Regions from separate parts of the Mus musculus genome. Here all the other regions are linked to region 4. The links are chromatin contacts, called in public promoter capture Hi-C maps. All regions are on one chromosome and are shown on one strand. The core of a region is the stretch at or near the end of the contact, and the rest is flanking DNA. Distances in the headings are between cores, read along the strand shown.

Evidence for each region. Promoter capture Hi-C pulls out the DNA fragments that hold promoters and counts their contacts.
Region 1: a contact with region 4 is called in a promoter capture Hi-C map of pre-B cells, with 7 times the contacts expected there. The contact joins the promoter of Gabpb1 here to the promoter of Cep152 in region 4. A contact is called at or near these places in 7 of 39 promoter capture datasets (the 3T3-L1 cell line, 3T3-L1-derived adipocytes, the HPC-7 cell line and 4 more) and 5 of 115 datasets of contacts at active chromatin or transcription factors (astrocytes, embryonic forebrain, extraembryonic endoderm stem cells and 2 more).
Region 2: a contact with region 4 is called in a promoter capture Hi-C map of pre-B cells, with 5 times the contacts expected there. The contact joins the promoter of Fahd2a here to the promoter of Cep152 in region 4.
Region 3: a promoter capture Hi-C map of pre-B cells shows a contact between it and region 4, with 4 times the contacts expected there. The contact joins the promoter of Sppl2a here to the promoter of Cep152 in region 4. A contact is called at or near these places in 1 of 39 promoter capture datasets (pre-B cells) and 1 of 484 Hi-C or Micro-C datasets (B cells).
Region 5: a contact with region 4 is called in a promoter capture Hi-C map of pre-B cells, with 2.5 times the contacts expected there. The contact joins the promoter of Ncaph here to the promoter of Cep152 in region 4.
Region 6: a promoter capture Hi-C map of embryonic stem cells shows a contact between it and region 4, with 3 times the contacts expected there. The contact joins the promoter of Ap4e1 here to the promoter of Cep152 in region 4. A contact is called at or near these places in 2 of 39 promoter capture datasets (embryonic stem cells and pre-B cells).
Region 7: a promoter capture Hi-C map of hematopoietic stem and progenitor cells shows a contact between it and region 4, with 4 times the contacts expected there. The contact joins the promoter of Usp50 here to the promoter of Cep152 in region 4. A contact is called at or near these places in 6 of 39 promoter capture datasets (the 3T3-L1 cell line, 3T3-L1-derived adipocytes, the C10 cell line and 3 more).

Annotation. Positions count from the first base shown.
Region 1 is chr2:126,673,279-126,676,962 of GRCm38.p6, forward strand. It overlaps Gabpb1 (GA repeat binding protein, beta 1), which reads right to left and starts at 2,314. Exons shown (of 9, transcript NM_001271468.1): 1 at 2,078-2,314. A630026N12Rik (RIKEN cDNA A630026N12 gene) reads right to left here and starts at 2,009. Exons shown (of 1, transcript NR_166192.1): 1 at 1-2,009.
Region 2 is chr2:127,441,877-127,445,865 of GRCm38.p6, forward strand. Fahd2a (fumarylacetoacetate hydrolase domain containing 2A) reads right to left here and starts at 2,689. Exons shown (of 8, transcript NM_029629.2): 1 at 2,541-2,689; 2 at 1-248. The coding sequence starts at 242.
Region 3 is chr2:126,931,198-126,935,078 of GRCm38.p6, forward strand. Sppl2a (signal peptide peptidase like 2A) reads right to left here and starts at 2,038. Exons shown (of 15, transcript NM_023220.2): 1 at 1,750-2,038. The coding sequence starts at 1,815.
Region 4 is chr2:125,623,623-125,627,569 of GRCm38.p6, forward strand. It overlaps Cep152 (centrosomal protein 152), which reads right to left and starts at 1,491. Exons shown (of 28, transcript NM_001081091.1): 1 at 1,254-1,491. It overlaps Shc4 (SHC (Src homology 2 domain containing) family, member 4), which reads right to left. Exons shown (of 12, transcript NM_199022.2): 12 at 3,825-3,947.
Region 5 is chr2:127,132,612-127,136,794 of GRCm38.p6, forward strand. It overlaps Ncaph (non-SMC condensin I complex, subunit H), which reads right to left and starts at 1,343. Exons shown (of 18, transcript NM_144818.3): 1 at 1,238-1,343. The coding sequence starts at 1,256. Gm35347 (a long non-coding RNA gene) reads left to right here and starts at 1,342. Exons shown (of 3, transcript XR_374955.4): 1 at 1,342-1,685.
Region 6 is chr2:127,006,312-127,009,977 of GRCm38.p6, forward strand. It overlaps Ap4e1 (adaptor-related protein complex AP-4, epsilon 1), which reads left to right and starts at 2,400. Exons shown (of 21, transcript NM_175550.3): 1 at 2,400-2,589. The coding sequence starts at 2,443.
Region 7 is chr2:126,781,851-126,785,457 of GRCm38.p6, forward strand. It overlaps Usp50 (ubiquitin specific peptidase 50), which reads right to left and starts at 1,610. Exons shown (of 7, transcript NM_029163.3): 1 at 1,370-1,610. The coding sequence starts at 1,437.

The DNA of each region.
Region 1 (3,684 bases), core at 1,064-3,563, 1.1 Mb after region 4:
ATAAAAACGAGGTTAAAATTAAGATCCAATTTTGATATGCATAATAGCAAACATAAAAATGCACCTGGCACTTTCTGACAATGACATGAAGAATGGCCAGATGCTTCCTGTTGATGAAACAGCAGAGGTCAACTGACAGAATCAGACGAGGGTTTTAAGAAACCACTGGAAACTCAGCTTCCTTCCAAAGCCATTAGCCCCAAACTCATCTTGAACTATTACAGATTAATCGCCCACACCCAAGAAACCCAGACTGAGTCAGGGAAGAGGCTAAGACTTACACATGCAAACTACATGTGCATTTTGTTTCGGCAAACACCTCACTTCCCACGGAAGTCTGAAGCGCCTAAGATGCACGTGTCCTCGTGAAGAAGGTACTTACAAGCGGGTCTTTACACGCTGATTATATGTGTACATCGTTAAGCATATGAACTGGAACTTTAAAATGTCTTGTCACTTGGACTATTTCCAGATATCAAGGCTACTGGTAAATTATAATCTCTGCAATGCTTAAGCATCTAAATGGCCATCTTTTAAAAAGTTAGAGGCCTCTCCCCCAAACTACAAGAATCATTCTTCTCATTCAGTTTGTCTTTCACAATATCTTGATTGTACTTAACATGCTGAATAGAAGGATGGGATATATCATGTTTTTTAAAAAAAGCATAATATACATACAGTGTTTTCCATTGGCTATGTGGCATATCACAAGACTGTCTGCAAAAATTGACTCAAGAATGTTTTCTGTTAAACTAGGCTTTAAAAAAGACTTTCGAAAGTGCAAAACAATGTGACTCTTGCCTAAGTCATGAGTTGACACGTTACTTTTCATTTTTGACAAAATAAGAAAAGCGAATAAAGGGATAAGAGCCATCAGTTCCCTTAAAACTTAAAAAGTCAGAGTCTGAAGGCCTAAGAGCCAAAAAGCTATCAGTTATATTTAAATTAATCTGGGTGAATCTCTGTGAGGTAGACTATCGTCTGCGTACTAAATTCGGTGCGTTTTCAATTCTGGGAAGGCCACTACTTCCCTAGAAAAAGCACACCACCGTTCTTTTTTACCCCCAGATAAAAATTACATTTCAGAAAGTAACTTGCCTGAATAGACAACAAACCACAGTGTCTGCAGAAAGAACTCTTAAAAATTACTCCCACGTTATGAAGCTCTCTTTCAGAAGTACTGTGGTCTCGCTCCCTGCTTTAAAGCAAATGTGTCTGCTAGACACAGTGGAAATGGGCTTAAAGCAAAAGCTTCAAGGGAAAAAAAGCCAGCAGGTAGGCCCGCTTTCCTTCGCTCTCATTTTGGAGATGCACACTTCAAGGCTAAGCCCGCGGCTTCAACGCCGTGGGAGAGGTTCACAACAGCACACTCAACACCGATCTGTGCCCAGGCAAGACATGACCGACGAAACTCGCGGCTTCTTTCCGCACCCGCGCTCGCGTGGGTTCCGGTGGCGAAGTCTCCGGGGCAAAAGTCTCGGCCACTGAGAATGGCAGGCTCCGTCCCTTCCGGACTGGCCCGTCTACCCTGCCCCGACCCGGCTGTTCGGGCCGAAACCCGAGCGCCCCGGGCTCCGCGGGGCCCAGCGGGGCAGCGCGGCCCGGCCTTCCCTCCCGCTTGTCGTCGGCCCGGCCAGGCCAGGCCCTCAGGCCGCCGAGACAAAGGAGCGGGCGGGGACAGCGCCGCCTCTCCCGCCGCCTGCCCCGCCGGCCCGGACCCCCACGGCCATGGCGACCCCACCGCAGACCCGACCCGTGGGGCCCGCAGGAGGCCGCGGCGCCTGACCGAGGAGGGGGCGGCGGCCGCCACCATGTCTGCCGCCCCTCCCAGAAGCCAAGCGCCGGGCGGACAAAGCGCGGCGGCGGCGGCGGCGGCAGCACGGACACCCAGGCCGACCCCGCCGACCCCCGCCAAACAAGCGGGGCCAGGAGCCCCGGAAACCCGGCGCCTTAATGCAATAAACAGGAAATCGCGGGGATGATCTGGGTTCCGGGGGAAGTGGAATTATTTTTTACCAGCGAAGAGATCAACTTCCACATCCGGTGGTAACAGGGCCCTACACAGACCCGCACTGACCTGGAAAAGCTTCGGGAGCGGCGGCGGGGGAGCAGCGGGAGGAGGTGCGGGGACCGCGGCGCCTCGGAGCCGTCAGGGCAGACGCGGCCCCGCCACACACAGAGCGCTTCGCTGCACAGGGCGCTATTTTCCGAAAATGCCGCGTCTGCTCGGCGCCCAAAATCCCCACCGAAAAGTCCCCGTCGGCGCGGAGGGACACGGCGGCCGAGCTCCCAGCATGCCTGCGGCGGCCTCGCCAACCCGCGCCCGTTTCCGCCCCACTGGCCCCGGGAGCGAGCCTGCCGCCGCCCTCCCCCAGCCCCGTTCCGGCGGGAGAAAGGGATGAGAGGGTCTGCTTCTGACTTTAAACGGGGAGAAAGGAAATAAGCCATTTCTAGCGTTCGGCCACACAAAGGCTGCGGCGGAATGATCCGCGGGGCGACCGCAAGTCCCGGCTCGCCCGGCGCCTGCGCGGCAGCGGGGTGAGCGCTGCGGTGGCCCTGTGCGCGGCTGGGTGTTCCGCGCCGCGTCGCGGGGCGGGATGTGTGGGAGTTAGGGGTGCGTGTGCTAAGTTCTCCCCCGGCGTGACACGGAAAGTGCCGGCATTTCGGGACGCTTGGAGCTTGGACTTGACTATGGGGTGTTCTAGCAGATTCCCGGCAGGCGGAAGGGCAGCCGGGTACCTAAGATTTAACTTACCGTGGTCCTGGAAGGTACCCGGAATCGCTGGTTGTGGGGCCTGTGCGGGAACAAAGGATGCCTGTCCTCTTCACCTGGTGTAAACTGGTCGTGTGTGACGTGGATGTTTCTGTGGCTTTTTTTTTTTTTAATGTTGTAATAGTGACGCTTTTCTCCTGTCTGTATTGTCAGGATTTTTGTTGATTTGTTTTCGAGGCAAGGTTTCTCTGTAACAGCCCTGCCTGACCTGGAACTGGCTTTGTAGACCAGGGTGGCCTCAAACTCAAAAGAATCCGCCTGCCTCTGCCTCTCAATTGTTGGGATTAAAGGCGCGTACCACCATGCCTAGTGACGTATTTTACTTTCAATGAACCAAGAGTTGATTGGGAGATGATGATTTGTGAAGGAAAAGCCTTATAAATTTACTTCACATGCGATTTTCAAAGTTCCACTTTGATATATTTCACCGAAAAGTCCACTACCCGTGGAACTTTTGGCGTCAGGTATCTAGGAATGAGAATATCGGAGACAACCGAGAATAACCTAGGAGCAAAATGGCTTAAATGAGATCCAAATTGTTTACAGACTTCATTTGTGTTTGTGTGTGTCTGTCCTCAGATAAGGACACTTGCCCTTATTTTTTGGTTTTTCGAGACCGGGTTTCTCTGTATAGCCCCTGGCTGTCCTGGAACTCACTTTGTAGACCAGGCTGGCCTCGAACTCAGAAATCTGCCTGCCTCTGCCTCCCGAGTGCTGGGATTAAAGGCCACCACGCCCGGCTGCCTTTCTTATTTATATAGTGAAAGTTTGTAGCCAGTGTAAGACATAGCAAAGTAAACAGAATGGGGAGAGCATAGTTCATGTTTTTTCTTTTTATTTAATATTTTATTTCAGGGGTTTTTGGTTAGGTTTGGTTGGTTGGTTGGTTTTGAGATAGGGTCTCGCTTTGT
Region 2 (3,989 bases), core at 1,439-3,938, 1.8 Mb after region 4:
CTTGCCACTGAAAGGGTGGTCTCTCCTTGCTCCAGGAACTGCACCATTGTCTTAGGGAGTGTTGAGTCAAAAGCATTTAAGTCTACAACTCCCCCACCAACCCCTGACTCCAGACCCAGGTGAGGCTCTTCCAGGTGAGGTGCCTGGAACTGTACCAGTCTCATGTTTCTGGAGGGTTGACAGGGCCTCTTCTGAACCTGCAGCAGAGCTGAGAACAGCCTCCTCCTCCCAAAGCCCAGCATCAAAGCCTAAAAGGAGAGAAGCAGCCACAGGAGACAGAGGACTATAGAACTGTCATGAAGATCCCTTCATGAAGGAAAGAAGCAGCCACAGGAGACAGAAGACTATAAACCGTCATGAAGATCCCTTCGCTCCTTTGCCCCAGCAAGCAGTCCCAGCATGCCACTTGGGAAGTGCTCGCACAGGTCATTTCACCCTGTCATACTTCAAAAAGCCAGAGTACAGATGACTAGGCCAGGCTTTAAGCTAGCTCCGGGGATCCCAGCCTTGCCTCAACCAGTGTTTCCTGAAAGTTCCCACCACTGCAGGCAAGTGGGAAACACAGCAGGCTAACTCGGACCTGCCGTCTTGCATGTGGGGTAACAGATATGAGCGACTGATGTACACAGGCCTCAGATGTTGAGATGATGTTATGAAGATGGCCAGGCCGCTACCTCTAGCTTTTAGAGGATGTCCCCCTTCACTGGGGAAGGCTAAGGTGTGCAGGACTAGGACTCAGCCCCAAGTTAGGCAAATGGCTATTGCTAGAAATGGCTTCCCAGCTACCTCATGCAACTTTTAAAAATACTTGGTCCTGTTGCCTTTTGAGTTAAACACTTTCTTCTGCTCACATGCTCAAGCTAGAACCCCAGCCAGCTTGGCTTAGGAGCTACCCTCCATCACCTCTAGTAGGTACCAGTTTCTGCTGCTGGTGAACAGGGAGACTCAGGGCACCAAGAGCCCAGATACTTGGCTTCACACATTGCTTAGCTATCTCCCTGGGTTCAGTAGCAATGTCTGTCTCTTTAACTACTGAGCCTACACTGTTGCTGCTGTGTATGGAACACAGGCTTGCACTGCCTCTGTCCACTGAACAGATGGAAGGTGCAAGGGACTTGACTTTTCACTTCTTGGAAAAGCCTAGTGATGATCAACTTTGGGACGTGGCCCATGTCTTCCTTCTTCAGATCCAGACCTCTTGGATACCATTGAAAAGGTTCAGGGCCTGCTATGAGTTCCAGGCTCCACCCAAAGTTAAGCTTCATTATCGTGCTGCCTTTGTTTTTAATGGTACAGGTGCCGGCCTGGAAGGCACATGCTAGCTTGAGCTATTCCCCAGATAATCTGCACTCTATATCCTCACTCATTCCCTTTCTTTGTCTTAATCTAGGTCTGGTCTTCATTCCCTGTCAGAGTCCTCTCCCTTCTGGATAGCTTTCTTTTAAAACCAGTGTGGGGCTAGGAAGACAGCATGGCTGGTAAAATGTTTCCACTGAAAGCCTGAAGATCAGTTAAATCCCCAGAACCCACATAAAAAAGTTTGTACACAGTGGTCTATGCTTGTAATCCCAGTGCCGGATAGGTGGAGACAGGTAGATTCCTGGGGCTTGCTAGCCAGCCAGTCTAGCCTAATTGTTGAGTTTCAGGCCAATGAAAAACTCTGTCTCAAAGACTAAAGTACGCGTACGCGCACACGCACACGCACACACACACACACACACACACACACACGTCTTTATACTAAAAATGAGAGAGACTGCTAGACGTAGCTCCGTCAGTTCAGGGCTCTTGGTCCTCACCTGGTTGAGCCAACCTACCCTGTTCAGGATCACCAGAGTGCCAGCTTGCAAGTCTGGCCAGAAAACCAAAGGCTTTCCATCTCCTGCTCTGTCGTTTTACACAAGTACCGCCATGCCACAGTCCAAAGGCTGGTCCAGCATATGTGACCAGTCACACCATACACTAAAACAGTACTGTCCCAGGGAAAGCCAAGTGTCTCACTTGTGAGGTCTACTATAATTCTCTTGACGGTGGCTTGGCAGGTGCTGCTGGTCCAGTTTTACAGATGAACAAGCCAAGGCTTGGATAGGGTAAGAGGGGTTTGGTTTGCCTAAGGTTCAAGGGTCTTACAGCTAAAAGAAAATTGGCATTTGAATCCATGTCTAGATGACATTGAAGTTCTTAATTCAAAAGCAAGATACTTCTCAAGCAAGATAATCTAGTTTCAATCCTGCCTACTCCTCTCAGGTCCTAACTGCTACCAGCCCATGGTCATGGCCGTGGAGGTAAGGCAGAACACCTGCTCTCTGATAACTCTAAGCCCCGCTGATGATGAATCTGTGACGGGCGCTCACAGGTTATTTCATTCTCTCGAATCACTATGACTCGCAGCACAAAGGTCCCTTAGCAAACAGCACAGCAATGGGCAGCTTGAGGCGCTGCGCCGTGCGTGTGACCCTGCTGATCTGGGAACCGAGGTCAGCCACTCGGCTCCCAACGTCCGGTTCAACTCCCTCTGAGTTGGCCTAGCCTCAGTTTACCTGGTCGTTGCAGCCGGACTTGTCCGGCTTCCTGCGCTGTCAGCGGACGCCTGCGGAGCCGCAGGACAAGAGGGGAGGGCGGAGAAGCCACAGCCAGTACCGCTGCAAGCACTTAACTCTTCTCCAAGGAATATAGGGACCGCCCCTTCGCAGTCGCGATATGGTGACGTCACGAAGCTGTCGCCACCAGGAGGACACCTGCTTCCTCCCGGAAGTCCGCCCTCCTGCTGTTAGGTACTTCTTTTAGCCACAGAACTTCCAGCAGGTGCCTAGTGTGTGCATTTGGGGAGACCGTGGCTGGCTCCAGGGTGACCCTGGGATACCCAGGCTCGGAGAGAGCGCATCCGACCTTTGAGCTTCTAATTCTGGCCAGGCGCTGCTTCTGGGCCAGGCACCTACTCATAGTTGTCCAGGAAGCACTCTGGTAGACAGTAACAAGTAGTTTTGTGCTCTAATGTTGACCCACCAAGGACAGGGATGTCTATATGTGTTGTATTCGTGGAGAAAACATAAAGGCTAGGAGTGATTTTGCCCATGATGGCTCCTGAGCCAGTAAGGGCTCGTCCAACCACTTATTTAGTTGTCTTGGCAGGTATGAAGCGATTCTGAAGGCAAAAGACACTTGTGTCCTTCCTTCAGCTACTGGGCTTTCCCCCATGAATCTTGTGTGCTGGGGGAAAGAAAAGACTGAAGCTTGTGTGTGCCAGCTAGAGGAGGAGTTTTGTCACCCAGTAAGCTATATCACAGATTTGGCAACTGGTCAGACTATCTTGTGGGATAGACTGGAACTGAGATAATGGTGGATCAATAACCGGCAAGACCACACCTTGACCAAGACTGCTTAGTTATGTACACCACTTGCTTTCTATTTGAGAATCTGAACCTCATGTCGGGACTCCAAAGATGGACTTTGGGGAGTCACTGAACCTTTTCCCCTTTCCTTTCTTGTCTTTTCTCTTTTCTTTCCAGTGTGACCACATTGGCAAAGTCGTAGCCAGCTTTTCACCATTTTTTCTTTAATGCACACAGTGAAGACAGATGGTGGCCTGTCTACTTTTTAGGCTTGTCAGGGCTCACCAACTTCACCTACTTGTAGCAGCACCCTGTTCTTCACGAACCTTATTTTAGGGGGAAAAGGGTGTGTGTGGGGTGATGGGCAAGTCCAGGCAGCAGGCATTCGGGTGGAAACATCCTCTACAACCACACCCCGAGTCCTCTGGCCTATGAAAATGTAAAGGGGACTCTGAGAAGGAGCCTCCTAAGTGAATCAAGGTCCAGACAGAGCATCCGAGGCTTCCATTGCCCCAGGAAGAAGCACAGGCTTTTATTAGATTCCTCTTATTTTTTCCCAGTGAGGCTTTTTTTTTTTTTTTTTTTTTTTTTTTTTTTTTTTTGGTTTTGGTTTTTTGAGACAGGGTTTCTCTGTGTAGCCCTGGCTGTCCTGGAACT
Region 3 (3,881 bases), core at 788-3,287, 1.3 Mb after region 4:
GAGGCAGAGGCAGGGGGATCTCTGTGTGTTTGAAGTCAGCCTGGTCTACAGAGTGAGTTCCAGGACAGCCAGGGCTACAGAGAAAAAAAAAGTCTGAAGAAAGAATTAAGACAACAACAAAAATAGCATGCTACATAGGTAGCCGTCATTACCCTTGTATCCATGACATCCATCATTACCCAGGTATCTTCTGAGCTCTTTAATAGCAACCACAGTGTGGACTTAACACTTTGTATGTTCTGTTTGGTTTGGTTTGTTTTCTTGAGACAAGATTTCTCTCTGTAGGCTGTCCTGGAACTCTCTGTAGACCAAACCGGCTCCAAACTCAAGAGATCCACAGACCTCAGCTTCCTGAGTGCCCAAAAAATGTGGGTTTATCAAGAGTAGATGTATTACTGTGCTAAATATTGATTTACCTTGAGAAAAATTAGTGGAGCTATGGTATAAGTACGTAAACATTATTTCGTATTAATCATCTTAAGTTCCCTGAAATGAGTTAAGCTTGACAGCTAAGCTAGAGGGCCGAGACATTTACATATCCTGTGAGTTTTCTTTGGACCTAAATGACACTTGTCTGGTTATTCAGTTCCTGCTTTAAAGATACAAAGTAAAGCTACTGTGCTGTCATTCTCTCCTCAAAATACTTTTTGAATGGGTTCTCTCCGAATGCTGTCCAGCAAAGTTCCTAGAACGCCAAAGGCTACCTTAAAAAAAAAAAAAAAAAAAAAACTGTTTGGGGCTTAAACCTTCTCCATGACCTTTTCAAGCCCAGAGTGACAAAGCAGTCTTTCAGAGAAGTGATGGTTTTTAAGTAATAACTACATACACAGTTTACACAACAGTGTGCAAACAATACCGATACAAATTTCCCAACATCAAATGTCAGAAAAGAAAGTGAACAGAAACAAAATCTAAAACACTGAGAGTTAGCTTCTTGGTCACACATTGGAGCTCAAATTACTTTGATCCCGAATTTTAAAACATTATTTCAGCAAATATGGGTATGTGAGCGCATATTTGTTATTTTTTTCTCAACCAGACTTTGACCCTTTTAGACGTCAAACTATTCAAACCTCTCATTTCCCCTTTAAAGGTATTTTAAAGTATACCTATATGAAAACAAAAGCATAATACAAATCCCATAGTATAATCACATGTACCTTACATAGAAGGCACTATCTGGGAGTGAAAGGAAAGTATATAGATATTCATATGGCTATAGAGAGAAATGTATGTGAGCGCAGTCAACAAAAGAGCAGGCCAGAACGCTAACACCTGGAACCCTGTTCACACCGGCCCCTCCATCCGCCTTTTTCTAGGCAAAAGGCAGCAGTAAGATTGGGCTACACAGAGAAGCACAGAAGTGAATTCTTTGAATTAAGAAGAAAAGATGCCAGCACAGTGAAAAATTATAGAGAGGGCTCCAGGACCAAGGAGGAGGAAGCTCCCCACCCACTCCTACCCCCGCCCGCGGGTTTCTCCCAGGGGTTGGGCATTTCGCTGGATTTCGGGGGCTGGGGGCGGGTGAGGAATGCTGGGACTCAAGGACGAAGGCAGTTAACCGGGCCCGGGCAGTGGGAGAATGGGAAGCCAGGGTAGAAGGAGAGGAAGGGGGAGGTAGGGAAGGAGGAGGGATGAGGGAAATCCGGAGGAGGTTAGAGGGAAAGGAAGGGATGGAGGGGGAGGGGGAGGAAGCGGGAGGAAGGGGAGGGAAAAGCGGAGGGGAGGGGAGGGGAGTGCGGCTCTCACCAGTCCGAGCAGGCAGCTCCAGAGCAGGGCAGCCGCGGGAGCGTGCAGCGAGTGCAGCAGCCCCATCCCACGGGCGGGCAGCTAGGCTCAGGCTGCGCTGGCGGCACCCGGACCTCTAGGGTGCAGCCCCGACTTCCTCTTCCGGTCCCTCCCGCGAAACGCTAGGCCGGGACTCTGTGGGTACTGTCAGCTCCTGGCAGAGCCGTTTTAGCTGCGTAAATCCTGGGTTCTCGTTCGGTTCCCCCTAACTGCGGCCGCCGCCCATTCCAAGCCACTGGAGCTTCGGGTTTCAGTTTCCTTTCTGGCCTCTGCCACGTAGCCTCGGGGCGATCTTCGTAAATACGGAACCCAGACGAGGCTCCTCTCCACACTTGGCAGCACAAATCAAAACTCTTCCTCTGCTGCTAAGTTTACGTCACCTCACCCTGTTTTCTCTGTCCTTGGTTTCTCTACTTTCCCACCCGTTAAGATCCACAGACCCTCCAGGCGGGCAGTCTCTGGGGAATACACTCTTGGTGTTCCCTTATCACTTACTTAACACTTCCTCCCTAAAGAGGGTTTCCTAGTACACTTCATCTTAAGTACCCCTTAATTCACTTTCATGCTATGATTTATTTGTAACCTTCATAGCTTTTTTTTTCTTTTTGTTATTTATTTATTTATTTATTTATTGCTGTTGTTGTTCTTGCTTTCTTTGGAAACATCCTCGACTAGTACTGAACTCACTTTGAAGATGATGGCCTAGAACTCAGAGATCTTCCTGTATCATAGGCATAAGTCACCATGCCTGAGGTTTTGGGGGTCCCTCCCCCCATTTTCTTATACTCATCTATGTATCTCCCATGCTGCTATCCAGTTAATGGAAGGATCCCTCTTTGCTCTGTTGACTGCTGTGTCCTTACACACAGAATATCCAGTGTATACTAGGTTGTCAAATATTTGTTGGATGACTATTTAATACCAAACACTGAATAGGACAGTGTTCCTGTTATCCTAAAGGAGGGACACAGCAAGGACTACAGATGTGTGAGCAAACACTGTTACAAAGCAACCTTTCACAAGGAACTCCACAAGGATCCAAGGGAGGTAAAAATAGGGCACCAGGAAGAGAAAAAAAAAAAAAAAAAAAAAAAAAAAACACCAGCCCTAGCTGAGTATAACTGACTATTACCTTCTGTGCAAGTTAATTTCAGCTAGGCAAAGAGGAAGGAAGCATTAGTCTGAAAGCCAAGGGAGGCAACTACAGAACTACAGAACTACAGAACTGGACCTTGGCTGAAGTTAGGAGAGGGGGAGAGTGAGAAGAGGCAGAGGGTGAAATAGTTGCACAGCTTGGAACTTGAGACTTCCTCATTGGCATCTTCCTGGGGGAATTCCTGAAGGAAGCTCTCCCACAGTTCTGCGTGGGTTTTTTCTGTAGTTGTCTGTCCCCTGGCTTCCCCCTCTGGTCCAGTTTCAATCTATTTGTAACCCTACCAGCTGTAAGAACCCCCTAGACAGAAACTGCCTGTCAAGCATTGTTGCATTTACTCTCAGCCACTTTTAGAATCCTTCTAGGACACTGATGTTTAAGCTAATCTCCCCTTTCCACTGGGATCCTAGATACTTGCTCATCTGATGAGAGCAATATATCTGGATTTTAAAAACATTTCCAGATTTAATATACAGCCAAGCTTAAAAACCTTTCATTATTTAGTGTTTCAGAGTGCTGGCCTGGACCACGGCTCCTGACTGCAGTTTCAGCATCACCATCCAAACCTATTGAATCCGAGAATCAGAGAATGAGCATTCCAGAGACCTCATACTGCTACCTCAGTTTAGCTCAAATAAATCTTACTCCTGACCTTCTAAGTTGTCTCAGGGGAACATTTATACTCTTAAGAGCTTCTTGTTGGATGAGAATTCCTAAAATAGGACACGAAAAAAGGAAAAACTATACAACAATAAAATCAAATTCACTTCACCAAAATAAAAACCTCTGTTCTTTGGAAGATATGTTTTTTAAATATTTATTTGTGTGTGTACTTTCATAGACACCTACATGAGCTTATGTCTACTATGTGTGTGCAGGTGTCTACAGAGATCAAAAGAGGACACCAGATCCCAGAACTGGAGTTCTAGGTAATTATTGA
Region 4 (3,947 bases), core at 241-2,740:
AGTAAAACTGTATCTTGGTGAATATGGCAAAATTATGCCATTAGTAGGAACAGTGGCCTACTCCTATGCTTGACCAGAGAGCTGACCACTTAAAACATAAACCAAGGGATCAACGTGGGCAGTGTGCTCCCTAAAATACAGCTCCCTGGTTAATAGTCTCACTCTAGCCGGGAAACTTTTCCTAACCCCACTACAAGAATACAAGAAGCACAGCTGTCTTCTCTTACACCTCTGACCCAGCTTGTCAATACTTGTCTGACAATACTTGTCAGCACTGTCCCTGGTAGTTTTTGGTCACCCCCTTCCACCCCCTCACATAGAGGGAAAAATATTTACTTGTTTTGTGAGCAAACTTTAGTGTATATTTTCCTTTCCAAAAATATTTATCATCATCATCATCATTATGAGTGAATATATCCATTGGGTCACAGGCCTTAGGATTCCCCTGGAGCCGGAGTCACACGTAGTTGTGACCTATACAATTTGGGTGCAAGAAATGAACTCACAGCCTCTTGCAAGAGCATTGACAATCTCTTAACTGCTGAAACTATTATCTACTCCCACCGGAGTAGATAGGGTCTTTAGGCAGATCTCTTTTTATTTGTTTACATTCCAAATTGTTTGTTTGTTTGTTTGTTTGCATCCCAAAGGATGTAATATGGCTGTAAGCAATTAAGAACTGAAGATCCTCAGCTCTGGCAGCTGTGCAATCGTAACTGCTTCCGTTTCTTTAGTAATGAAACGGTGAAAACATCATAGGTGTGGGAAACCTTACAACTCCCGGATAAGGACTCCGCCCTCCTCTAGATGCCTGCTCCATCCAAAGTGCATTCTGGCCACTTCCAGAGCGCATGGCTTATATCCTTTGCTTGTGGCTTCAAACTTCAGCCTTTATTTACATGCAAACAATCAAGAATTGTGAAGCTACGAAGTGAAATTCAGCTTAAATCACACTGAAAAATGCATGACTACAAGATGGACTAAATGTAATTGCCCTGGGAGTTAGAAAACTGCACGCACTAGCTTACACACTAACTTCTCTTACAGGGTGGAAACAGCCAGAACGCAACAGTCTATTTTAGACACTTTCCAAATCCTGTTCCTACTACAAAGAGTACGGAGGGAGGGGGCAATGACAATCTCTTGAGCTCGGTAGTACCGATAGCAGCATGGAAAACCAAGGTGAGCAGAAGACAGTAACCCCAAAATACAGGAAGCCCCCTCGACTGGGTGTACTCACGCAGCGCCCTTACCAAAGAACTGGGCCCGGGGTCCAAGAACCACGGGCGCGCACAGGTCTGCCGATGGGACGCCCAGGCTGAAGATCGAGAAGGGAGCCAGCAAGCACAGCCCCGGTGTAGGAGACTCGAACGCGGGTCCCGATCCCGCAGCCGCCAGCCTGGCCGGGAGACCGCAGTCACCTCCCGCAACCCGCAACCCGCTGCCCTGACTTCCAGCCGCGAGCACCTTCCCGGTTACACCCTAGCCCGCGAACCCCGCCACTCGACGAGCAGCCGCCTCCTCCAATCGCCGCCGCTGCTCGATGGGCCTGACGGCTGGGCGGAGCTATGGGGCGGAAAACCCGCCTCCCACAAGGTCGGTTGAGAAGTCGCCCGCAGTTGCAAGAGCGCGGCTGTTCGAAGAGGGCGCCAGTGGCGGCGGGAAGCTTCCCGGAGCCTCCATTGGGGAAATAGTGAGCCAATCACAAAAGCCTCCTAGAGGACTACGGTTGCTTAGATACGGCGGACTGTTTGCCCTCCCAGAGGTTAGCTAGGACATTCCTTTTTTTCCCCTTACACGTCTAAGTTTCATCCAATGGCCCTTTTTGCTCTCTGAAGTGCCACTGCCAGCCCTGGTCGTTGTTAAATTTGGCATCATCTTCAGACTTGGCTGGTTAAGATTTGTGTTTCTTTACTGATAAAACTGGAGGAGCTCCCAGGTGCCTCCTCCCTAAAACTCGAATTTCCGCGAATGTTCTTAGATGTTAGCCTGTCGTTAAATCCCATTATATCATCGAACTTGGAGATCGCAAACACAATGGATAAATATCACTTTGGCTGTTCAATTTTAATGTGTGTCTCTTGATTGGCTTGTTGAGGGTGGCTGGACCTGGCATGTTCGAGACCTGAGTTCTGGAACAGTTGCTGTCTCTGGCTTCTTTGGTAAGAAGGGCTCTAGTGCATGCCAAGAACTTGGTGACTTGGATGCCCACATCTTTTTAAATCTTTCCCCTGTGTACCGTGTGGAGTAAGATACTTGTCCAAGGCTCTTCCAAATCTGGCTGTTTGCTAAGTCTGCCACCTGCATCCTATCCTTGTACGGCTGACATTGACCCTCAGCTAGGGGTCTGATACAGAATAAGAGCTTGAGTGAGAGAAACAGAACCAAGTCACAAGGCTGCACTACCAATAGTTCTGGGATGGCTCCTGTTTCCCCTCCTCCCACCCCATCTCCTGGGCTGCTTTTCGAGTCAATTGCCCCACCTCTCACCCACTCAGCCCTCGAAACACATGACGTCACTCAGTGGAACTGGATCTCCCTACCACTGTACACAGGGTGCATACCGACCCCAAGAGAAGATGGATTTCTCTTCTACTACGATCTGTTACCGTGTGTCTGCTTCACTGGTAGAACAATATGAACGTCTTGGGGGTATTCACTTGAGCATTTGTCTTCATGTTTCATGGCCCATGCTAGGCACTCAAAACAACTGTGTTAACTCATTAGTGAATAAATGAAGGAATGGGCAAATGAAGATGTTGGTCAAGAAAAGACTAATGAAAGGCCTTCGGGGAAATGGCACTTGTCGAAGGTGATCCAAGTATCGGCTAATGAGAAAGATATGTCCAGTGCCCCATGCTGAGGTCTACGATGCAATAGTGCATGAGAATGGCAGGGGACATAGGGGGATAACTTGCTCTGTGTTGAGATAGTGTACTTTTCCTTCCAGGATGTCTGTCCCTAGTGTACTTAGTCTGGATCCGCCACGAAGTTCCGCAGGGCCCACCTGCCTTTGTGAGTCCTGAGCCCAGCAGGTGTTAACTTTTCCTCTTGCTTCCCAGCTGTTGCTTTTGGATGCTGGCCCAAGTCAGTTTTCTCTGGGACTTTGAGCTTTTTCACTCTTTCTCTAAAGCTCCCCCTCCCCCATCCTGCTGCTGGTCCACCGTGTGGTTGACCTGTGAACCAGCCAAACTCAAAGAGCATGGCTCTTTCTCCTCTTCTGGGCAGCCCCATGATTTACAGCTTGCCTACCCTGAACCTTTGCTTTGAACTCTAAGTCTCATTGTCCTCAAGCTTGGTTTGAGTCCATTCTTAGATTGTTTTACTAAGAACACCAAGAACCCCAGCAGGAGACCCTGCTTTCTCTGGTCTCACTCCACTGTGCCCTAGGAAGCTGACCTTCAAGACAAGCTCCCCTCCACCACCACCCCCCAACTCTGCCTTTATGTTATCTCAATCAGTGAAGAATCCCAGTAGATCAGAGATGGGAATAGAAAAAAATTAGGTTATTAATGACTTAGCTAATCTCTTTTGCATCACCGAGATCAGCCGTTACCTCTGTATTGTCCACAGCTCCTCCATGTAGTCAGACAGTCCTTCTCCATGATCAGTAACTGTTCCCACCCTCTCCCTTGTCCTGGGCCCTAGACCACTGCACTCTGCCTGTGGTTTCTCTATACGTTGCCTGTACCTTAAATCTCCTTTATTAGTCTCGCCTCAAATTACCCAGTTTGAATGAGCCATCTGTTTCCTGCAGAGACACTGATCCATCACATTCCTGATAAAATGTCTAAGTCCCAAACACCACACATTGTCAGCTGTCATAAAGCAATAATCATTTATTTTTTTAAAGAAAACTCATTTACAGATATTTATAGGCAAATGAACCACCATTTTAAAATAGAGGTTGAGACTATGAGATTAAAACCGCATGCAGACATTTCTTA
Region 5 (4,183 bases), core at 93-2,592, 1.5 Mb after region 4:
TGGTGCAGGTCCTGAATGTATTCTCTGCAAGGTCTGTCTAGTGATCTCACCGGTACCCATGGCTTTATCATCTCCATGATGAAGAAAAACAAATCTACCTCCCAGCCTATGGACCTCGGTCAAACTCGCCCAGTAGATACGAACCCCTTCACCTGAGCGCCTCTCCAGAAGTCACAGGCAACAAATCCAAACTGAAACTATTATTCCAAAACTATGACTTAGGTCTACCAGGTGGTCAGTCTCACTAAGCTTAGTTATGACGGTCTAGCTCAGAGTTTCTCAACCTTCCCAATGCTGTGACCCTCTGACACAGTTCCTCATGTTGTGGTGACCCCCAACCATAAAATTATTTTCCATTGCTACTTTATAACTGTAAATTTAGTGGTTATGAATCATAATGTAAATATCTGTGTTTTCTGACGATCTTAGGCGAACCCCGTGTAAAGGTCATTTGACACCTCCCCATGGGGGCTGCCACCCAAAGGTTGAGAACCTACGGTGTAGTTAATTCCTAGACTAGTCCAGGTTCCTTCCTAGCTCTTCTCTTGTACAGGATGCTCAGCCCATAAAGTTCTTCTCAATGTTTGCTTAAAAATCTCGAGTCCATAACGGACAGGAGTTATAGCACTAGGTTTTATCTGTCAAATATTTGCCATACTACCTCAACTTGACACAAGCTCCAAGAGGAAAAGGTATTTATCTGTTTCGTTCCCCACCCCCCGCCCCCTTTCAGAGTGGGTCTCCTGTAATCCAGGCTAGCCTCGAAGTCGCTATAGCTGAGGACAACCTTGAACTTCTAATCCTCCAGTCTCCATCTCAAGTGCCCAGGCTTCTTCGGTTGCGAATCTCGGCGTCTGACCGAAGGTCTGTCCCAAAGGAAGCCCTCAAGACTTTAGAATCAGTTCCAAAACACAGGCACGAATGCTCAACACAGAGCGGTCGACACTTTGCTTCCACAGCTCCCCACACAACGTCCAGTCCAGAAAAAACAAAAAACAAAAAAAACCCACTTTATCCTCCGTTAGAACCAGGGCGCGGGGAGTATTAGAGCCCAGCCGCCACTGGCAGCTGCGTCCTGATTGGCCCAGCGCCCCGCTTTCCCTTGCACTCTCTTCCCCTCCCCCGCCGGAGCCCCCGGCCGAACCCCGCCGAACACATTCGTCCCTTCTGGACCTGCCCACGCGAGCACCCTTCGGTCCTGATCCTGCCAGCCGCGCCTGGACCCACTCGAGCTCACCTGAGCGCGGAATTCTCATCTTGCTCTCCACGTCTCCGGAGTAAGTTTTAAATCGCGAGCGCCAAGCGCGGTAACCGCCGCGTGACGTCACTGGGGCGTGGTCTTTGGTGCGCCTGCGCAGGCCGCCTAGGCGGCTGGCTGATCAGAGTGGCCCCGGAAACTTGGACAGTTTTGAGTCTACGCGCGAGTGAACTAGGTGCAGCGGTGACCCAGCTGAAGACGTTTGGAAACATTCTGGCGCCGAGCGCTGGGCGCGGAGTAGGATGTGTGGATCTGGGCAGGCGAAGGCTGTGCTTTCCTAGAATCTGGATTGTAACGGGGAGGCAGGTTTCTGAGGAATCGAGGTTCTTTGCCGGTAGAAAACGCTGCCCTTATTGGAAGTTCCAGGCAGGCAAGAAGGAATGCAGAGCATTGTGTATGCACGTGTAGACTCCACCCAGAGTATTGTGTATGTATACACCCACAAGGACATTGTGTGTGCTCATGTGTACACAGGCCCCAGAGCATTGCGTTTACATGTGTATACTCTTCCAGGAGCATTGTGTATGCGTGTGTACACACACCCTAGAACATTGTGTTTACTTATGTTTATACCCCCAGTAGTTTTTATATATGTGTGTACATTTCCAAAGAGTTTTCTGTATGTGTGTGTGTGTACATGTCTATACACACACATACCAGAGCATTGTGTATGCTCTTACTTATACATGGACATACCAGAACATTGTGCAGGCATGTGTATCTGCACCAGAGCATTGTGTTCATATATCTATACACATGCATGCACACACATTTAAAACTAAATTTTTGTCCAGATTCTTGTAAAGAGCTTTTTGGAAATCATTTACCTACCATCATTTTTTTAAAAAGAGGCTGGGGTGTAGCTGTTTAGCATCCTTGACATTATTTGCCTGCCTATCAGCAGTACCCCTCATTATGGTGACCAAAACTCTGCCTTTTGTTGAAAGCTACTTTTTAAAAAAATATTTCATTTCATGTGTATGAGTGTTTTCCCTGTGTGTATGTATGTATATTTACCACATGCATGGCTGGTACCTGAGAAGATCAGAAAAGGGTGTCAGATCCTCCGGGACTGGAATGACAGATGTTTGTGAGCCACCATGTGGGTGCTGAGAATGAAACTCAGGTCCTCTGCAAGAGCAACGAGTACTCTAAACTACCTCTCTAACCCCAAAAGCTACTCTTTTTTTTTTTTTTTTTTTTTTTTTTTTTTAGTGATATTCCAGCAGTTACTTTATTATTCAGGATTTTTAAAAAAATTTTTATTAGGTATTTTCCTCATTTACATTTCCAATGCTATCCCAAAAGTCCCCCATACCCACCCCTCCACTCCCCTACCCACCCACTCCCACTTTTTGGCCTTGGCGTTCCCCTGTACTGGGGCATATAAAGTTTGCAAGTCCAATGGGCCTCTCTTTCCAGTGATGGCCGACTAGGCCATCTTTTGATACATATGCAGCTAGAGACATGAGCTCTGGGGTACTGGTTAGTTCATAATGTTGTTGCACCTACAGGGTTGCAGTTCCCTTTAGCTCCTTGGTTACTTTCTCTAGCTCCTCCATTGGGGGCGCTGTGATCCATCCAATAGCTGACTATGAGAATCCACTTCTGTGTTTGCTAGGCCCCGGCATAGTCTCACAAGAGACAGCTATATCAGGGTCCTTTCAGCAAAATCTTACTAGTATATGCAATGGTGTCCAAAAGTTACTCTTTAAAGCTAGTTTTTGCACCACTTTAGAATGAGGCAGAGTGTTTAGAATAAGGCCCCAGACCTTAGCACAACTGACTCCATGACAGTTTGGACTGTTAAACTTTATCATTTAGATAGGAGCACCTGCCAAATACCTACTCCATCAAAGTCCACAGTTCTGGGAAAGTCTCTAAATGTCCTAACTTTGTTTTTTAGCTTCTGTAGTCCCACTTCTGGCTAACTGTTCATGTTAACTGAAGTATGTCAACCCAGAACATGGTTTTTGTTCTTAAAAGTTCACAATGAAGCTGGGCATGGGCCTTTAATCCCAGCACTTGGGAGGCAGAGGCAGGCAGATTTCTGAGTTCGAGGCCAGCCTGGTCTACAGAGTGAGTTCCAGGACAGCCAGGCGATACAGAGAAACCCTGTCTCAAAAAAAAAAAAAAAAAAAAAAAAAGGAAAGAAAGAAAAAAAAATCACAATGAGAAAGGCTCAGGGCTACACTGAAATCTTGAACACTCAGTACAGGCATCAGCCGGCTAACAAAGACTTTCTATTGGCTTAAACCCACTTCCAAGCAGTCCTCTCTGGCAGACGCCCCACAACAATAGGATTATGTGGAGAAAAGATCACAATGTCCCTCACCTTCCTAAATGCTACTGTCAGCCACCCAGGACTGGACACTCCCCACCTCATCTGGTACTGAGCTTTTTGCCTCTGAAAAAAATCTCTGCAGGTCCCTCACCTTTTCATCCACATCACCTTGCTCAGCTATGATCTCCTTCCCAGTGAGCCCAGAGTGGCATTTGCCAAGTGTAAATCTGACCTCACTCCCATTTGTCTGCTTACCACAGCATCTTCCCAGACGTCTAAAACCCCTTCAAAGATTCCATTGTTCTGGGAACTTCCAAAGGGACCTACAATGATTTACAGCCCCCCATTCCATCCCTGTGCTCGCTGTCTCTCTCTCTTACACACACAGGTTCTTCAGCCTTGCTTTGAGCTTGGCACCTCCCTCCTTCATCCACCTTTTTTCATACTTGTCTTCATCCTACCTGCTCCTAGCACATTTTTCTGTATGCATGCTCTCTTCCACTTAGAAGTCTCTCCAGGCAGAGGAAGGCGGATTTCTGAGTTCAAGGTCAGCCTGGTCTACAGAGTGAGTTCCAGGACAGTCAGGGCTACACAGAGAAACCCTGTGTGTGTGTGTGTGGGGGGGGGGTCTCTCCATCTTT
Region 6 (3,666 bases), core at 1,150-3,649, 1.4 Mb after region 4:
ATTTTTATGTTTTTATGTGTGTGCCTATGTGTATGCATGTTCACCCCAGGTGTGCAGATGTCTTCAGAGACAGAAGAGGTTGTTGAATCCCCTAAAACTGAAGTTACAGGTGGTGTGAGTTGCCTTTGCTGAGAATTGAACCCCGGTCCTCTGCCACAGCTGCACCTGCTCCTAACTCTGAGCCATCTAATGCCTAAAAGCCATTTCTTTTGGCTGCAGCCGCTGCCTCTCCCCTGGAGAGCCCAATTTGGCTCTCCCCAATACACTTTCAGATTTCAGAGCAAGCTGATATTCCTCCAAGTAAATTTCCTCCTCTCAAGAAAGAAAAGTAAAACAAAAGGGACTTTGAGATTTCTGTTTTGTTGTTGTTGTTTTGGTTTTTTTTTCTTTGTTGTTAAAGAACCTGGACCTGAAATTCAATGTACATGAGTTATAGAGCCAAGAGCTGGGAAGTCTGAGTTAGGGCCAATGGCCGTTCCGCTGGCGCCCACTTGTGTATAACAATGGAACTTTTTGTAGTGGTTTTTGTTTTGTTTTGGGACAAAATCTCCAGACAGCCTTGGGCGGCTCTTAACTGACTATGTAGACCTAGATGCCCTCGAACTCACAGAGATCCACCTGCTTCTGCCTCCCAGCACTGTGATTAAAGGCCTGTTTGTGCCACTATGCCTGGCTGAAGTCCTAGGCCGAATTATTTATTTATTTATTTTTGGCTTTTGACGTTTGGAGACAGCGTTTCTCTGTATAGCCCTGGCTGGCTTAGAACTCAGAGATCCACCTGCTTCTGCCTTTTGAGTGCTGGGATTAAAGTGTATGCCACCTCATACAGCTCTAAATTGAATTCTTTTAAGCTGTCTAGACCCCGCTTCCGCAGTACCAAGGAATCACCTTGCCTATTGGCTCCCTCTCAGGTCACTGACCACCTCCTTGTGGTTTCTAAAGCTGTTCTATGGCCACGACCTACAGGTTTGGCATTTTTGAGCCTTTTAAGCTGTTGCATAATTTTCTAGCCAATTCAGTATGCTAATGAAAGCTGTGTAAGAAGTTTTAGTGCGGGGGTGGGTGGATATGGGGGACTTTTGGTATAGCATTGGAAATGTAAATGAGCTAAATACCTAATAAAAAATAGAAAAAAAAATAAATAAAAAAAAGAAGTTTTAGTGCTGCTTGAAAAGCAGGAACAACAGAGTTTTGCTTTTTATATAGCCTACCATGTCTCTGTTTCAAATGTGTAATTTTTCTTCCTTTAAACTTTGGTCCAAACAATGACCCTGTTTTACTGGCACCACAGCACAATTTGAAAAAGCTCTATTGGATAAGACGGACTAAGGGGGATAGTGAACATCACCCAGGCCAGGGGAAGGAAAGTTTCACTTTACTTTTTGGCAGTGTAGCCGCGTTCCTTTCACCCGAGTCAGAAATGTATCAGCTTTCCCCAGCATATTTTTTAGGTGGAAGAAAAAAATTGGGGGATGGGGAAAGTTAAGACAGGGTTTCATATAACTCAGGTTTGTTTTGAACTTGATATGGAGCCGGTGATGCCCTTGAATTTTCTTGCTCCTCCTTCCAGTCTCAAGGGCTGGGATTTCAGGCAACAACCACTACATGGCTGGAAAGTAAGTTTTCTAATTTAAACTAGTGAAAGGGCCTAAAGTTAAAAAAACACACACACACATACACACACACACAGTAAACAAAACTTTACGTAGGCATAAAATATTAAATTCTAAAGAAAATCTGTTTTAAATAATTTAAATATTGAGATTTTTCAATAAATTAAACTTTTTTAAAAAAAGATTTATTTATTATTATAAATAAGTACCCTGTTGCTGTCTTCAGACACGCAACAGAAGAGGGCGTCAGATCTCATTATGGATGGTTGTGAGCCACCGTGTGGTTGCTGGAATTTGAACTCAGGACCTTTGGAAGAGCAGACAGTGCTCTTACCCACTGAGCCATCTCACCAGCCCTAAACTTTATCTTTGCATAACTATTCTGTCAGGCAAACTTTTTCTTTTGTTGAGGTGTAGGTACAAGAACAACTTCAAGATTTAAGAAAAAAATTTCACTTATCACAGACAAAGTTTCAGAGATAAGAGCTCCTACAGGTGTTAAGAACACTATAAAGATGGTAGGTCAGGTTTGTAATCCCAGCACTTGGAGGCTGGGACAGGGGAATGGCACGAATTCATTAACCTTGGGAAGTTCGAGAAAATACAAGATCATGCACACACATTTCACCGCTAATAGAATGATCATGAACTTCATGTCTCCAGAGAACTCCTCTCTCCTCCTAGACTCGTGCGCCCCCAGGCGGTGTTTCCCGGAACTTCATCCTGCTCGTCCTGCTCCGGCGCGAATAAAGATTTCTTATTCAAAACGCCGGAAGTGACTACGGAGGCCGGGAGAGTCAGCGCGAAGTAGCCTCGTAGGGAGGCAGCGATGAGCGACATGGTGGAGAGGACGCTGACCGCACTGCCGGGGCTCTTCCTGCAGAACCAGCTGGGAGGACCTGCGGCCTCCAGAGCACCCTTCTTCTCCAGGCTGGGCGGCCTCATCCGTGGCGTCACTGCACTCTCATCCAAGCACGTATGCGGCGGGGTTGGCTGGGCGGGATGGGGTGGGGCGGCGGGGCCGGAGACATCGGTCCGCTGGATGGACGCAGCCGGGCGTCCGCCTCAAGTTGCCTGTACCGACCGACCTCAGGAGGCCGGCTTTCTGATTTGGAGGCCCGAAGACCCTCCGTGTGTTTTCTCATGGGGTGCTTTGAGGATTACATGAGCTGTCAATCGAGTGAAAAAAGCCAGTATGACCTAAAGCCTGAGCTATAGGCTCCTACCAAGTTTCTCCTCCCTGTTGAGATTTTTGTTTTGTTTTGATTTTTCGAGACAGGATTTCTCTGTGTAGCCCGGGCTGTCCTGGAACTCACTCTGTAGACCAGGCTGGCCTCGAACTCAGAAATCCGCCTGCCTCTGCCTTCCAAGTGCTGGGATTAAAGGCTTGTGCCACCACTGCCCGGCTCCCTCTTGAGTTTTAATTTTTCTATTTGGAAGCATCACGTACTCGGACAGACAACCCTCATTCCCACCCCTGACAGGGCTGTTAATCTTTGCAGAGCTTGAGGTTTAGTCTAGACCAACGGGTTGGGCAAAGACGCGCTTTGAAAACTAGTAGTTACTATAGAAGTTATTAAGTTCCCACGTACTTTGTATGGTACTGACTCAAAGCCTCAAGGAGTGTTTGTCTTAAAAACATAATATTGTGTCATACTTTCTTCAGCAAGTATTTATCAAGCACAACTATATGTTAAGTAATGAAAATAGCAAAACACTTTTCTGTCTATTTTCTGTCCATTTTAGACTTAACATAAATAAGTAACTACAGTGCAGTGTAAATGCCTGCAGCATGGAGAAGAGAAACAAGATGCCTTTAAAGGTTTAAAACGGGCTTGTGTTCTCACTGGAAGCTGGTGTGTGGCAGGGCTTGCTGAACATCCCTTAATCATTATTCGTGTACTTAACATCTCTTCGTGCTTTTCTGTTGCTAATTTGTATGAGAGGGCAAGTAAGTATTTTGTGTGTACATGTATGTACTGAGAGAATGTGTATGTGCTGGTATGTGAGGATGCACGGACCCACGGCACATGTATAGGCTTCCGAGAACAGC
Region 7 (3,607 bases), core at 360-2,859, 1.2 Mb after region 4:
AAGGGCACAGGTATGTATATATGCATACATATGTGTGCATACATGCACATTGCTACGCTAATAACTGATTATATATATTTATGATTAGGGTTCTTATGTTTGCTCATTTATAACACAGAAACATTCAGCATGAGAAAGTGTCCTTGGCCTGTGTGAGGCACTGGCTTTGGCCTCAAGCTCCTGATCCCCCAGCAAAACAAGGAACACTACCTCTTCCTGGCAGGGTTACTGCGAGGGCCATGCAGGTGCCATGCAAGGTGCTTAGCTTAGATCACATAATAAATGATATCTTTTAAAAGAATACAACATAGCCAGTTATTGGTGGTGCAAACCTTTGATCCTAGCGTTCAGGAGGCAGCAGCAGGGGGGATCTCTGAGTCTGAGGCTAACCTGGTGTACAGAGTGGGTTCTAGAACGAATAGCTAAGGCTACACAGAGAAACCCTGTGTCCAAAAAAAGACAAGTGTATATTTATACACACACACACATATGTATATATACTTATATACACATACACATGTGTGTATATATGTCTATGTGTGTATGTATATATGTATATATACATCTATGTACCTGTATAGTATGTATACACGTATATTTACATGTATACACACATATATACATATATATGTATACACACATATACAGATATACGTGCATACACACACACACACACACACACACACACACACAGCTTGGGTTCTGAAGAGATGGCTCAGCAGTTAAGAGCATTTCTGCTGTTCTTTCAGAAGATCCTGGCTCACTTCCCAGCAACCACATGGCAGCTCACAACCATTTGTGTCTCCAGTTCCAAGGGATCTAATGCCCTCTTCTGGCCTCCAAGAGCACTGCTTTGGTGTGCTTAAATTGTCAGCAAAGCATTCATATACATAAAATAAAATCTTTAAAAGAATAAATGACTTAATGTGGAGAGACGGGACTGGAGCATCTGCCCAGCATGCAGAGATGGGAAATACTGCAGGCTCCAGGAGGCCTCCTTGATCTGCACAGCTCCCTCTTATCTGACCGATTCAGTAGGGCCGCTCACCACCTTTGTCCTTTATTACCTTTCTTCCCACAGACTGAATCTGAAATCCAGGCCCCACCGCTCAGCGGCCTCACTCAGTGCCTCTGCTCAGTTTCACCCATCTGAAAAGTGTGCCATTCTCACTTTTACTCAGTGATGTCACGGAGGCCCTGAGCTGACTGATCAGGGAGTACATGTATGTTATCTCTTCTGGGTCCTTCATGGGTCAAATCTGGCAGAGCCCTCCCAAATGCAACAGGTGCCATGCCCCCTCTAGGTAAGCCCTCCCCCAGCCCCCCACTCCTGAGGTTATCTATAAAGGCACAGGACATAGAGGCTCACAGGTTGTAGTAGGCACCGAAGTCGTCTGCAGGGACCGGCCGATGAGACGCCATGTCAATGAAGCACATCAGGCTTTCACTTCTACTCACGAGCTACCTTTGATCCTTTTAACTTCATTTCTCCAGGACTGCTCCCTGGCTTGTTTTTGGTTTTGAACCGTTTGAATGCCCCCCTCCCCCCTTTGTGTTGTTGCTGTCTGATTTCACTTGACTCAGGCCCAGTTCTTCTTGGATCCTCCCCTGCATCACAATTGTCACCCTTCATACCAAGGTTCTAACGTGTTGTCAAGGGATACCATTATTTGTTTGTTTGAAATGCTTCTGAAAGATCAACTTTCTGAGAACGAATTGTCCACATCACAGCTCTCCCTCTATTTCTGGGTTTCTCACACACAAGCACACAGAGATGTTCACCCTCTGGATTTGGGGACAGTGTGTGGCAACACTGCTCCCATGAACCCTAGAGGGACATCTCTTCCCCTATGGAGGAGGTAGTGAGATTTTTCTCATCCCGATGCATACACAGTGAGGTCACCAGAATTGTTTATTCTTGGGATGGAGACACAGCTGGATATGGGCACATACCCATAGTACACAGGCTGTTAGGGTTTTACTGCTGTGGACAGACACCATGACCAAGGCAACTCTTCTAAGGACAACATTTAAATGGGGCTGGCTTACAGTTTTAGAGGTTCAGTCCATTATCATCAAGGTGGAGAACAAGGGCATGTCCTGGCAGACATGGTGCAGGAGGAGCTGAGAGTTCTATATCTTCATCTGAAGGACACTAGAAGACTGGCTCCCATGTAGTTAGGAGAAAAGAATCATTGCCCACCCCCACAATGACACATTTCCTCCAACAAGGCCACACCTCCTAATAGGCCAAGCATATTTAAACCACCACACAGGCTTATTATAGGATTTACAAGCTGTGGCCTCTGGGGCACACATGGTTTTCTGAACTCAGACTTTTCCACTGGAGGAAAAGGATGGCATCCTCAGTTCTAACTAAAAGCATGGGGCTGTGACCTGGGAAAGCACCCGTGCTGGGGCCTTGCCTCTGGAGTGCCTAGTTGCTGCTGGCCTGCTCTCTGAGCAGATCTACTGGGTCAGCCAAGCACCAGCAGAGAGCAGGCAGAGAGCCCTTAGGATCAGTTTATCCCAGGTAGGGTACTGAAGACAGGCTGAAGGAAAAATACTCTCAAAGTCCAACTTCATAGAGCAATGAGTTTCAGTGGGGTCAGTTAGGGCATATGGGTGGAGAGATCAGGAGCAAATAGGACTCAGCTGTGTCACCGAAGACCCCAGTATGAGTGACAGCTCATGAAAGCTGGGCTCCAGGAGCACACACAGCCTGCAGGCACTCAACAGATTGCAGTGTCCTTTCTAGGCCTTTTAGTCGTAAGCCACACACTGCAACACACACCACATGACATCGATCTCTCTCACACACTATGCCAAACCACCCGGCAACACACACAATGACTAAGAAATATACATTAGATCCATAATGATGCCCCTCTGTGTATGTGCATATATGTATTGAGAATCAGAATTCACACCAATAGTCACAACCTTTCTAGATTTATTTTCCCTTCCTATACAATCTAACTCTAACTGGGAGACACCTAGCTTCTGACAGCCCTAGCATAGCTCCTGTCTCATCAGTCCTCAATGCTGTGTTCCCACTGCCTAGCACGTGACATTCCTGCCTCATCTGCACACCAGGGCACCACTGCCCACAGCTCATACAGCTCACACTAAAGTAAGAGGGCTGCTTCTTAATTTTTCCTTATCTCTTTGGTGGCTTGTTTTAATCTGCCCCTCTTAGATATTTCTTTCTAGTCATCTGAAAATTGTGCAGTACTTTCAAAATCTACACCCATGTATTTTAAATATTTTGACAATATGAAAGTGCAGTCTATGCTCTTTTCACATATTTATGTTAAGCTAAAGTTGAGTAGCAAGGGTGACTATGTTATTCCAATCCACTTGGTTTTTATGCTATGGGTGATACATAATGGATTTTTGTGAAAACGTCAATGTTAATCTGCTAGTGAGGTTGGAAGGTAAGGAATTCTGTGTGATGTAACAACAGAAACTGCTGTGTCTTGGCAGGTGAGAATGCTCCATGGTTAAGCATCCTTGATGCTGCAGCTTAGCTTCTTCCTGCTGGATCAGGAATTAAAGTGCCAGGCACTTTCCTTGTTGCCGCTCTGGCACAGTTACAAAGAACCTG